Regions from separate parts of the Mus musculus genome. Here region 1 is linked to region 2. Evidence: chromatin contacts called from public promoter capture Hi-C data. All regions are on one chromosome and are shown on one strand. The core of a region is the stretch at or near the end of the contact, and the rest is flanking DNA. Distances in the headings are between cores, read along the strand shown.

Region 1 (4,891 bases), core at 1,945-4,444, 380 kb after region 2:
GAGTCTGCCAACTAAGCTTGTTCCCCAAGCGCCCCCCACACCAAAGGTACCTAGTAAGGGCCCTCTCTGAAATGGGACAGATAATTCTGTACTGGACAAAGTACGTGGGAATCCTATTAGCCATTGTCCTCCTGTCCCTATGTCCTTCTCTTTCATTTCTTGTAAGTATCTCGCTTCAAAGTCAAACTACAACTCTGGGGAGGAAGTCCTGGAGAGAAAGACTTCAGATACCAATACCCATATGTTCCGTACCAGCCCAACAAACCAAACATGGTGCCGAACACTTTCTGGGTCAAGTCGTGGAAATAAACGGCTGTGCACAGAAACATCCACACCCAGATGAAGGTCAGGAAACCCAGGGCGACAACCAGGGTGGTGATGGCGGCATGGAGGTGGTGGCCGCGGTCCGTCTTCACCTCATGCAGCACGGCCATCTCTTCCACAATCATGAGCGCACAGAAGGTCAAGAGGAAGGAGTGGCCCGAGATGTCAAAGCCATGCCAGAAGCCCCCTTCCCGGTGGCACTGCTGCTTGCTGCGATGCTCCTGTCTGATGCCCTCCAGGGCCGGGGACTGGTAGCAGCTGCCTGTATAGTGCTCAATGTTGGAGAAGAGGGCTGTGCAGATATACCAGATGGCTGTGCCCACGAGGAGGGTGCTCAACCGCCGCAGGACCAGGCTGGTCTTGCCCGTCAGGTGGTAGTTGGTAAGGGCAATGAAAGGCAGGAGGAGACAGACTGTCCAGGCCCAGGCCAATTTAACAAAATACCTGATAGAGGAGGAAAGCACAGGTGAAGACCAGACTTGGCAGAAAGGAAACAGTGTCATCATGTTCCCAAGGGAAGTTATTTAAAACGCACCGAAGCTGTCCATCCAAACAGCTATACCCTCTTTTATTCCTTAATACATGCTTACACAGCCTTTATTCCCTAAGTACTGAAACCAGTTAGTCCGTATCTCTGTGACACTGAGCCATATAGATAATATCACGCCAAAGTGGAGGTCATAGTGGTAAGATTGAAGTTCAAATCCAGGATCTGAAATTTTCCAGTTAGGTTACTTTCTCAGGAAAGCAGTCGCTGAGCGTCTATCAAATGTCAGGTGTGTTCGCACACATTCACAATTAGCTGAGGAGGAAGGGGTCGGTCTTTTTTTTTTTTTCTAAGTATAGCCCAGGCTGTCTCACACTGCCTATGCAACTGAGGATAGTCTTGAACTCTGACCCTCCTGCCTCCACCTCTCAAGTAGTGCCATTATAGGCACCACATCCAGTTCTATGTGGTGTTGGGGTTCAAACCTGTGTGCATGCTACGAAAGCACTCTATCAATTGAGTTTGTATGGCCGGCCTTCATTTGATCCATTTCACAGATAGCTCTGGGGGCTCAGAAAACTGAACTTTGCCAAGGCCACATACACAACGGCAAACAGATTGAGCCACACTTTACACAGCCCCAAAGTTCATGTCTGTTCGACCACACTAGTGTTCTATTCTACAAAGCTGGTAAGTCTTATAAGGAAGAGCTTTACCGGCTGGAGAGATAGCTCAGCAGTTAAGAGCACTGACTGCTCTTCCAGAGGTCCTGAGTTCAATTCCCACAACCACATGGTGGCTCATAACCATCTGTCATGGAATCTGATGCCCTCTTCTGGTGTGTCTGAAGACAGCTATAACGTACTCATATACATTAAATAAATCTTTAAAAGAAAGAAAAGAAGAAAGAAAGAAAAAAAGAAAGAAAGAAAGCGAGCAAGCTTTAGTTCAAGCTACAAGACCATGGTTTGAATCCTGATTCTGACTCTTATTTATCTTCAGGCCTCAGTTCCCTCAGCTAGAAAAGCCAAAGGCACCAAACCGTTTTTAAAATCTCTTCCAGATCCAGTGAGTCACTGCCAGTTCCCTCCCATTAATCAGCATCATGTCTTGGAACAAAACATTAGAATCCATGGCTACCCCTAAACAATTGGCGTGCCAGGCTGCTGGGCTCCTGGTTCATTAGGCCAGATACAGCAACATCTGCCATGTCTGCCTCCTCTGAGCTCATGAAAGGTGGCTGACCTGGAGATCTGGGCAGAAAACACCCACCAAAGAGATCTGGAACAACTACCACCCTTACACTCTATTCTTAGACCAGCCACTACGAGTGGGGAAGGATGAAGGTGGGCCAAGGACAGGGCTCTTCTTCCCTAGGTTCCAGTAGTTTCTCAGACGCCACCAAAGGGCCCATTACTAAAACCTTCACAGGCTTGACAAGGAAAGCCTCGTTAAAACCAAGGTCTGTCAGAAACCTGACTCAGTTGCCCAAAAGAGAAAACCGGGTTTGAAGTAGATTAACAAGAGAGGCAGATTGTCCACAAGCTGGAGACACTCACTAGTCTGAAGCATTAAGCTCACATGGATGGAGCAATTTCATCTTCCAAACTCCCTGTCTAGCTCCAACGGAGTGTTGTGCAATAAACTTACGATGTAAGTGTTTCTAAAGGACTAGGAAAGAAATAAGTGGAGTTTGAGAGATGTCCCAACGAGATCGGCTGGGGTTGTTTTCCTGGGTGACTGCCATGCACTTTAGAGTACTGAGAAAGTCCAAGGAGATCCAGGAGAAAGGTCACCAGAGTGAAAGGTTTCACGCTTGCTTCTACTAACATGGGGCAGGGATGGCAAAAGCTCTTGGGGTGGTGGGTGGGTCTAGAGGTGGTTCTTTAAGTCAACGGTGGGATTTTTGCCACAGTGGTTAAGAGAGGGGTGTCTGACTAGCCGGCAAGAGGAAGGTGACATCTCCCTGAACAGGACAGGGGCAAGCGCCTAACTCTGGGGGCGGGGGAATAGCCGCTCCAATGTACCCACTGTCACTTATAACCCACCCGTCACCGACTCGATCCTCCTATCGGAATGCTCACATACTAGGCGCGAATGTCACTTGCTTTCCCAGGGTCCCAGTGTCGCGACACGCGCGCGGACGCGCCTGTCAAGACAGGGCTCCCTCCCGATGACTCGCCTGCCCCAGCATCCAACTGGCTTCTTGGGGCGCGGGGGCCCGGAGCCCGATGCACTCACACGTTGAGGACGTTGCGCTTGTTGCTGAGGTAGCTCTCGGGCAGCGGGGACAGCTCCTTGACGACCGAGCCCGCCAGCATGGCGGCCACCAGCGCCCAGGGCAGGTGGCGCCGCACCGTCGCCCTCACCAGCGTCCCGCGGAGAAACCACGCGCAGCGCTCCAGGTGCTCCATGCCGGTCCTTCTCGGCTACCGTCCGCCTTCCAGAGCCTTCTCGGCCACCGTCTTACCCTTCGCCCGAGCTGGCACCACCACATCCCCTCTGGGCGCATGCGCGCTTCCTGCAAGCTCCGCCCCCTAGAGGGCGTGTCTCCCTCTAGTGGCCTTGATGGGTCTCTGCAGAGTGCAGGTCTGCATTTACCTGCGCCGCTTCCACTCATCGCCCCCAAGCTACTGGCTGAGATCACTGCAGGCTGCTCTTTGCCTGGGCAACCTGCTCCCCTCATGTTTGTGGGATGGGATTCTCGCTTTCTTTATCTGCAAAACAAACAAGAGACCCACCTTTCTTAAGAGCTAGTTTGGGAGTTCCGTATATTGGGTCAGTTATAGGGTTTTTCAGATGAAATTTCTTTGCAAAGTCATTAATAAATTTAAATCTTATTTACTTGTTTTGTTTTCAGACTGGGTTTCTCCAAGTAGACCTGGCTGACTTGGAACTCATTCTGTATAACCAGGGTGGCCTCGAACTCAGAGATCCCCTAAACTTGACCTCCAGAGTACTGAGATTAAAGTCATGTGCCACTTCGGGTTTTGAGACAAGTAAGGGCACTTGTTGCCAAACCAAATAACCTGGATTCAGTCCTTGGGATCCACATTGTGGAAGGCAACTCCCATAAGTTGCTCTCTCCACATTGTGGAAGGCAACTCCCATAAGTTGCTCTCTCTCTCTCTCTTTCTCTCTCTCTCACACACACACACACACTAAATAAATAAATAAATACAGATAAATAGATAAGTAAATAAATGTAAGAATGAATCAGCTGAAAAAAAAAAGGATGAATCAACTGTGTTGTTGACTGAACATCTTGGGCTCCCAAGGTTTGCAGAGCTCACATGAGGTACTGGTGACTCAGTCACTCAGTTTTGTCCCTTAGCTAAGCTCCTAGCCCGTAATGTTAGGTGTCAAAGTCAGGGCTTCCCAACCATGAGTTATTCCTTAGTGACTGTAGTTTATAGATTAGCACTTTAAAATCAAGGTGAAAACTCAAACCCATCACTTTCTAATTATTTTACTATGTTCTATTATTATTTATGTTCTTGTTTGTCTATTTTGAAACAGGATCTCTTACGTGACCCTGGCTGGCCTGGAACTCACTTTATAGAGAGGGCTGGTTTTGAACCTGTGTTGTCTTCCTGTCTCAGCCTCCCTCTTGGGTGCTGGGATTACAAGCATGTCCCATCACATCTGGTTTATCTATGCCTGAGCCTACCTGTATCCATTGTGCCTCCCGGGAACACCTCTGTGCTCTCTTCTCCCTTCTGTGATATCACACAGGAAGCTTGAAATCAGCCACAATAGAAGTATTTGCACTAAGGAAATTGGCAAGTGCTACAAATCAGGCCTGTGTTCTGTCATCACCTGTCTTCGTTGAGCTGTGACTCCATTTGTCAATGTGTGGTTGAACTGAAATCACAGGTGAACCGTGGAGACAAATGTCCAGTAAAATCAATAACATTGTAAGCATCGGCGAGTTATATTTACAGTGAGGAGTGCCATGGGAGCTGGGACTGTAGTTCAGTTGGTAGGATGCTTGACTAGTGTGCACGAAGTCCTGGGTTCAATGCCTCGCACTGCATAAACTCTGTGTGGTAGTACCTGACTGTAATCTCAACACACCAG
Region 2 (5,462 bases), core at 194-2,693:
TGGCAGCAAGCACTTCTACCCCATGAGCCTTCCTGACTCCTTTTCTTTTTTTGTCCCTCTACTTTCCCCCTCCCTTCTCTCTTTTGATGCAAGGTCTCATGTAGCACAGGTTGGCCTTGACCTTGATATGTGGCTGAGGATATAATCACACCTTATAAACTGGGATTATAGACGCGGGTCTCCGTATCTAGTTTAGATGGTGCTGGGGACAAAGTCCAGGGCCTCATGCATTTGTGGCAAGTTATCTGTCAACTAGGCTATATCCTCTTCTTCTCTCCCCCCCCCCTCCCCTGTAGCTCTGGTTGTCCTGGAACTCACTCTGTAGACCAGGCTGGCCTCGAACTCAGAAATCTGCCCGCCTCTGCCTCCCAAGTACTGGGTTCAAAGGCGTGCGCCACCACTGCCCGGCATACTTATTTATTATGATAAATCTTTGGGCTGGAGTGAAGCAGGGCCAGAGCGACTGGGGCCAAGCAAAGCAAGCAATCTTCGTTCCTAGAAACCACATGATGGCTCACAACCATCAGTACAGCTACAGTGTACTCACATGCATAAAATAAATAAATCTTAAAAAAAAAATCCTCATGCTGCAGTCCACACGTGCTACAGTTTCCAAGCACGCAGCATGCTGGGTATCATTCCTTATTTTAAGTACACAGTGTTAAAGAAATATTTCCACCCCTTCCTCAGCCTCTACATTTTCCAGTTGCGTAGTAATTACAAATTGAAGTATCCATTTGTAATTACTAATTGGCTTTTTATTTTGTGTATGAGTGTTTTTCCTGCATGGGTGCAAGTGCGCTCTGTGTGTGTGTGTGTGTGTGTGTGTGTGTGTGTGTGTGTGTGTGTAGAGGCTGGAAGAGGGCTCTGGATCTGCTGGAACTGGAGTTGTTGATAGCTGTAGGCCACCATGCAGGTGCTGGGAACTGAACTTGGGTCATCGGCCAGAAGAGCAAGTACTCTTAGCCACTGAGACCTTTCTCTGGTCCTCGGTTTACCAGAATTTCAAGTTACTATTTTATCCTTTCTGGATCAGGTGAAGCTTTCTTTTAATCCACCCTCCCTCCCTCTCTTCCCTTTAGTGCTGGAGACCGAACCCGAGCTCTTACACTTGCCAGACTCTACTACCCAGCTAAATCCTCAAATCTCTGCATTTTAAACCTGGTTTTATTACTATTATTTATGAAGCTGAGTCAGGATTTTATAAAGACATTTTGGAAGACTGTAGTACAACTAACGTAAGCTTATCCCCAACTAACTCACACATAAATGAGACTTAGAATATGGTTATTTTATTCGGCTTTGACAATTACTGGGGGTCACCCCTAATCTGCTTTTCTGCTGGCCTGGCTACCTCCCCAGCGGGGGGTTCCCCAGATACCTGCTGTTTCTCCTGGGTCCCCTCCTCTCATGGCGCCTTCTCTCTCTCCCCTCATGGTCTCTCTTCTCTCCCTCTCAAGTCTCCACCCTCAGCCAGGTAACTCAAAATCCACCTACCTATAATCTCTCCAGTAATTGGCTGTAGCCATTTTTACTTAGCCAATAGTTTTAAGGAACAAGGTTTGCACAACAAAAGCTGGTAACCAGGAGAACTCACTCACTCATAGGCCTGGACCTTCGGGTTCAGAATTTAACTTTGTGATACACAGCAACAGATCAAACCTCAACAGAGGGCTGGAGAGATTACTCAGTAGTTAAGAGCACTTGCTGGTCTTTCAGAGGATGGTGGTTCGGATCCAACCCTCATGATAGCTCACAATTGTCTATTACACCAGTTCTAGGGAAGCTTGGTGCCCTCTTCTGGCCTCCGTGGCCTCCTGCATGCATGTGTGCTTCTCAAAGGAGTCAGAAAACAAGGACTTCCATAAATAAGGATGGAATGGGCTGCTGAAGGAAGAGTTTCTTAACCTTGTTTTTTTTTGTTTGTTTGTTGGATTGTTTTGTTTGTTTGTTTGTTTGTTTTGTTTTGTTTTGTTTTTTTGAGACAAGGTTTCTCTGTGTAGCCCTGGCTGTCCTGGAACTCACTCTGTAGACCAGGCTGGAGATCCCCCTGCCTCTGCCTCCCGAGTGTGGGATTAAAGGCGTGCGCCACCACTGCCCGGCTGAAGAGAGAGTTTCTTAACTCTGACTCAAGGGCCTTCTGGACCTCCCCGCTCTTGTCATTTTGTGTCGTTGAGATTTCTTTCCCTTTCTACTCTGTGCCTCTCCTTGACTCTAGGTTCTGCCCCTGCCTCTTTGCCCTTCTGGCTTATCTTGCTTCTTACACCCGCTTGGGGAATCACTGTCCTTCCGATTCAAATTCAACCTCCTGACTTCCTCTTGATAGACTGGTCAGCCTCCGCTTGTCCCATAACATCCTTGTTTCACCTCTTTTGACCTTAGAGATTTATTTGATTCATGTGTGTCTCCGTGTAAGTGTATGCTGTGTTATCTGTGGCACCCTCAGAGGCCAGAAGAAGGTGTTACAGGAGGTTGCAACAACCCGAAGTGACTTCTCTGGATGAGCCCCAAGTTCTCTTAACTGCTGACCCCCTTCTCTAGCACCTACTTTTATTTATTTATTGAGTTATTTTATTGTTTTGTTTATGAGTGTTTTGCTTTGCTTGCGTGTATGTAGGTGGTCCAAGTGTGCTCTCAGAGGTCAGAGATGGTGTTGGATCTTGTAGGACTGGAGTTACAGATAGTTGTGATGCTCCATGTGGGTGCTGGGAATCGAACCGGGGTCCTCTTGAAGAACAACAAATGCTCTAACCATTGAGCTTCCAGCAACTTCCTCTCCCTGATTCCTGAATAGTGTTTTTGCTGTGTTACTTCCTCTTATCCCTTGAGCTAAATCCAGTTTTTAATCATTCTACATGGAGTTGAGGGTCCAGCTCAGGCACTCACAATTTTGCATGTGTGTGTGTGCGTGCACATGTATGCTCGCACACACATATGGAGTCGGATGACTATTGCAGGCATTACCTACACTTTTCATCTCCTTGAGGAAGGGTCTTTCACTGACCAGGAGGGCACTCACTGGTTAGCCTGGGTTGGCTGGCCAGCACGTCTCCACCTCCCATCTCTGGGATAATAAGCAGGCACTACTATGTCCCGTGGCTTTTTCACCTGGATTCCAGGGACTGAGCTTGGCTCCTCTGGCTTCTGGGGCCAGAGCTTCACTGATGAGCTATATCTCCAAGCCTTTCCTTAACCTGTTAGAAGGTAGTCTACTTCATTTTCTGTCTGTCTTACAAAATTTTATTGTTGGTTTTTCCACAGTCTAATCTTTTTATTTGGGTATTTCTCTTTCTTCTGTTATTTATTTTATTTTATTTTATTTTTGTGCATTTGCCACTGAGACTCAGACCCACTGCCATGCATAAGCTAGGCAAGCACTCTGCCATACAAGTTATGGCTTCAAATGTTTTTCATTTTTGAGTCTGAGACAGAGTTTTGCTAAAACCTCCAGGCTGGATTTGAACTTGCTTCTGGCTCAGCCTCATTAGCAGGCCCGGCTCGGTAGTGATTTCTCTCTCATTCTCTTTCTGTTTTTGGAACACATGAGTTTTCTCACAAGGTCCCAGGAATCTCACACAGCTTTATTCATGAACCACTCATGTGCCCCTCCCAGGTGTAAGACCAGGAGTGGATTTCGCTTTAGATTACCCATCACCTTACCCTATTGTTCAGAATAATGTTTTCTAGCACGCACAACGTGCAGAGCTTGTGCTAATTTGACCTTGCCCTTGTGACTCTATAAGTCTGCACTCATATGACCTTGCTTACCTTAAAAGAATACCCTCAGAATATGAATTGTCGGACTTGGCTATTGCCTCAGATCAGCTCTCCCATGCTCACGCTGCCAATAGACTGGTAACACCCTGTACTTACGTATTCAGCTTCTTGAACCTGGGTGTGGCTATCTTGTGTTGGTTTTGGAACATGTTCAGCCAAATGCTGCTTCTCCTCTAATGCTGCTTCTGCCTCTTTCTCCCCCCACCCCGACCCCCGTCCCCCACTGAGGACCCTAGTGCTACACTCACTAACCTGAGCCCATCATATCCGCTTCCACGCACACCCTGTGCGATAAACTATAATTTCCTCCAATCTGGGCACTGTTTGTTCTGCAGTGACAGATCTGTTGCCAGATGTCCCTGCTGTCTCTTTTGTGAGAGTGTGTTGCACATGTGGGTGCACGTTTGTGTGGGTGTGCCTGTGTGAGCAGAGGCTACAGGATGGCATTGGGCATCTTCTTCTGTCACTCTCCATCTTTTTTTTTTTTTTTTTTTTAAGTGAGACAAAGTTTCTCAGTGAACCTGCTGCTTACTGTTTTTTTGGTTTTGGTTTTTGTTTTTTTCGAGACAGTGTTTCTCTGTGGCGCATGCCTCTAATCCCAGCACTCAGGAGTCAGAGGCAGGCGGATTTCTAAGTTCGAGGCCAGCCTGGTCTACAAAGTAAGTTCCAGGACAGTCAGGGCTACACAGAGAAACCCTGTCTCAAAAACAACAAAAACAAAACAAAAAATTTTATATTGGGCTGGAGAGATGGCGCAGGCTGCTCTTCCAGAGGTCCTGAGTTCAATCCCCAGCAACCACATGGTGGCTCACAACCATCTGTATTGGAATCTGATGCCCTCTTCTGGTGTGTCTGAAGTCAGCTACAGTGTACTCATATAAATAATAGGATTTATAAAATTCTCACTTTTTTGTTTTTTGTTTTTGTTTTTGTTTGGGTTTTTTTTTTTTTTTTTCCGAGACAAGGTTTCTCTGTGTAGCCCTGGCTGTCCTGGAACTCACTCTGTAGACCAGGCTGGCCTTGAACTCAGAAATCCACCTGCCTCTGCCTCCCGAGTGCTGGGATTAAAGGCATGCACCACCATGCCCGGCAAAATTCTTATTCTTTAAATTTTTTTTTTTTACATTGATGGGTATACTGGCTGCATGTATGTCTGTACTACATGGTGTGCATGGAGCAGTGCCCACAGAGGCTAGAAGAGAGACATTGGGTACTCTTGAACTGCAGTCACAGGTGGTTGGGAACTGACCTAGCGTCCTGGGAAGAGCAGCCAGTGCCCTTAACCACCAAGAATTCCCCTCAGTCTACCATAAGCTCGGATACTTGAACAGTTGGTTCCCATTGGTGACACTTTGAGGGTGTACTGGCTGGCTTTATGTTAACTTGACACAAATTAGCTAGAGTCATGAGGGAGGAACCTCAGTTGAGAAAATACCCCTATGAGATCCAGCTGTAGGGCATTTTCTTAACTAGTGATCAATGAGGCAGGGTCCAGCACATTGTGGGTGGGGTCACCCCTGGGCTAGTGGTCCCCAGTTTTGTAAGAAAGCAGGCTGAGCAAACCATGAGGAGAAAGCCAGTAAACAGCACCCCTCCATGGCTTCTGCATCAGCTCCTGCCACCGGGTTCCTATTCTGTTTGAGTTCCTGTCCTGACTTCCTCCAGTGATGAACAGTACAGTAGAA

The links. Promoter capture Hi-C pulls out the DNA fragments that hold promoters and counts their contacts.
Region 1: a contact with region 2 is called in a promoter capture Hi-C map of the HPC-7 cell line. The contact joins the promoter of 2310001K24Rik here to the promoter of Gtsf1l in region 2. A contact is called at or near these places in 8 of 39 promoter capture datasets (the 3T3-L1 cell line, the HPC-7 cell line, cranial neural crest and 5 more), 2 of 484 Hi-C or Micro-C datasets (cardiomyocytes and cerebellum), 2 of 115 datasets of contacts at active chromatin or transcription factors (both in embryonic stem cells) and 1 of 9 other capture datasets (adipose tissue).

The regions. Positions count from the first base shown.
Region 1 is chr2:163,469,351-163,474,241 of GRCm38.p6, forward strand. 2310001K24Rik (RIKEN cDNA 2310001K24 gene) reads left to right here and starts at 3,195. Exons shown (of 1, transcript NR_028122.1): 1 at 3,195-3,653. It overlaps Fitm2 (fat storage-inducing transmembrane protein 2), which reads right to left and starts at 3,279. Exons shown (of 2, transcript NM_173397.4): 1 at 3,053-3,279; 2 at 1-768. The coding sequence starts at 3,225. The coding sequence ends at 153.
Region 2 is chr2:163,088,158-163,093,619 of GRCm38.p6, forward strand. It overlaps Gtsf1l (gametocyte specific factor 1-like), which reads right to left and starts at 1,444. Exons shown (of 2, transcript NM_026630.2): 1 at 1,382-1,444.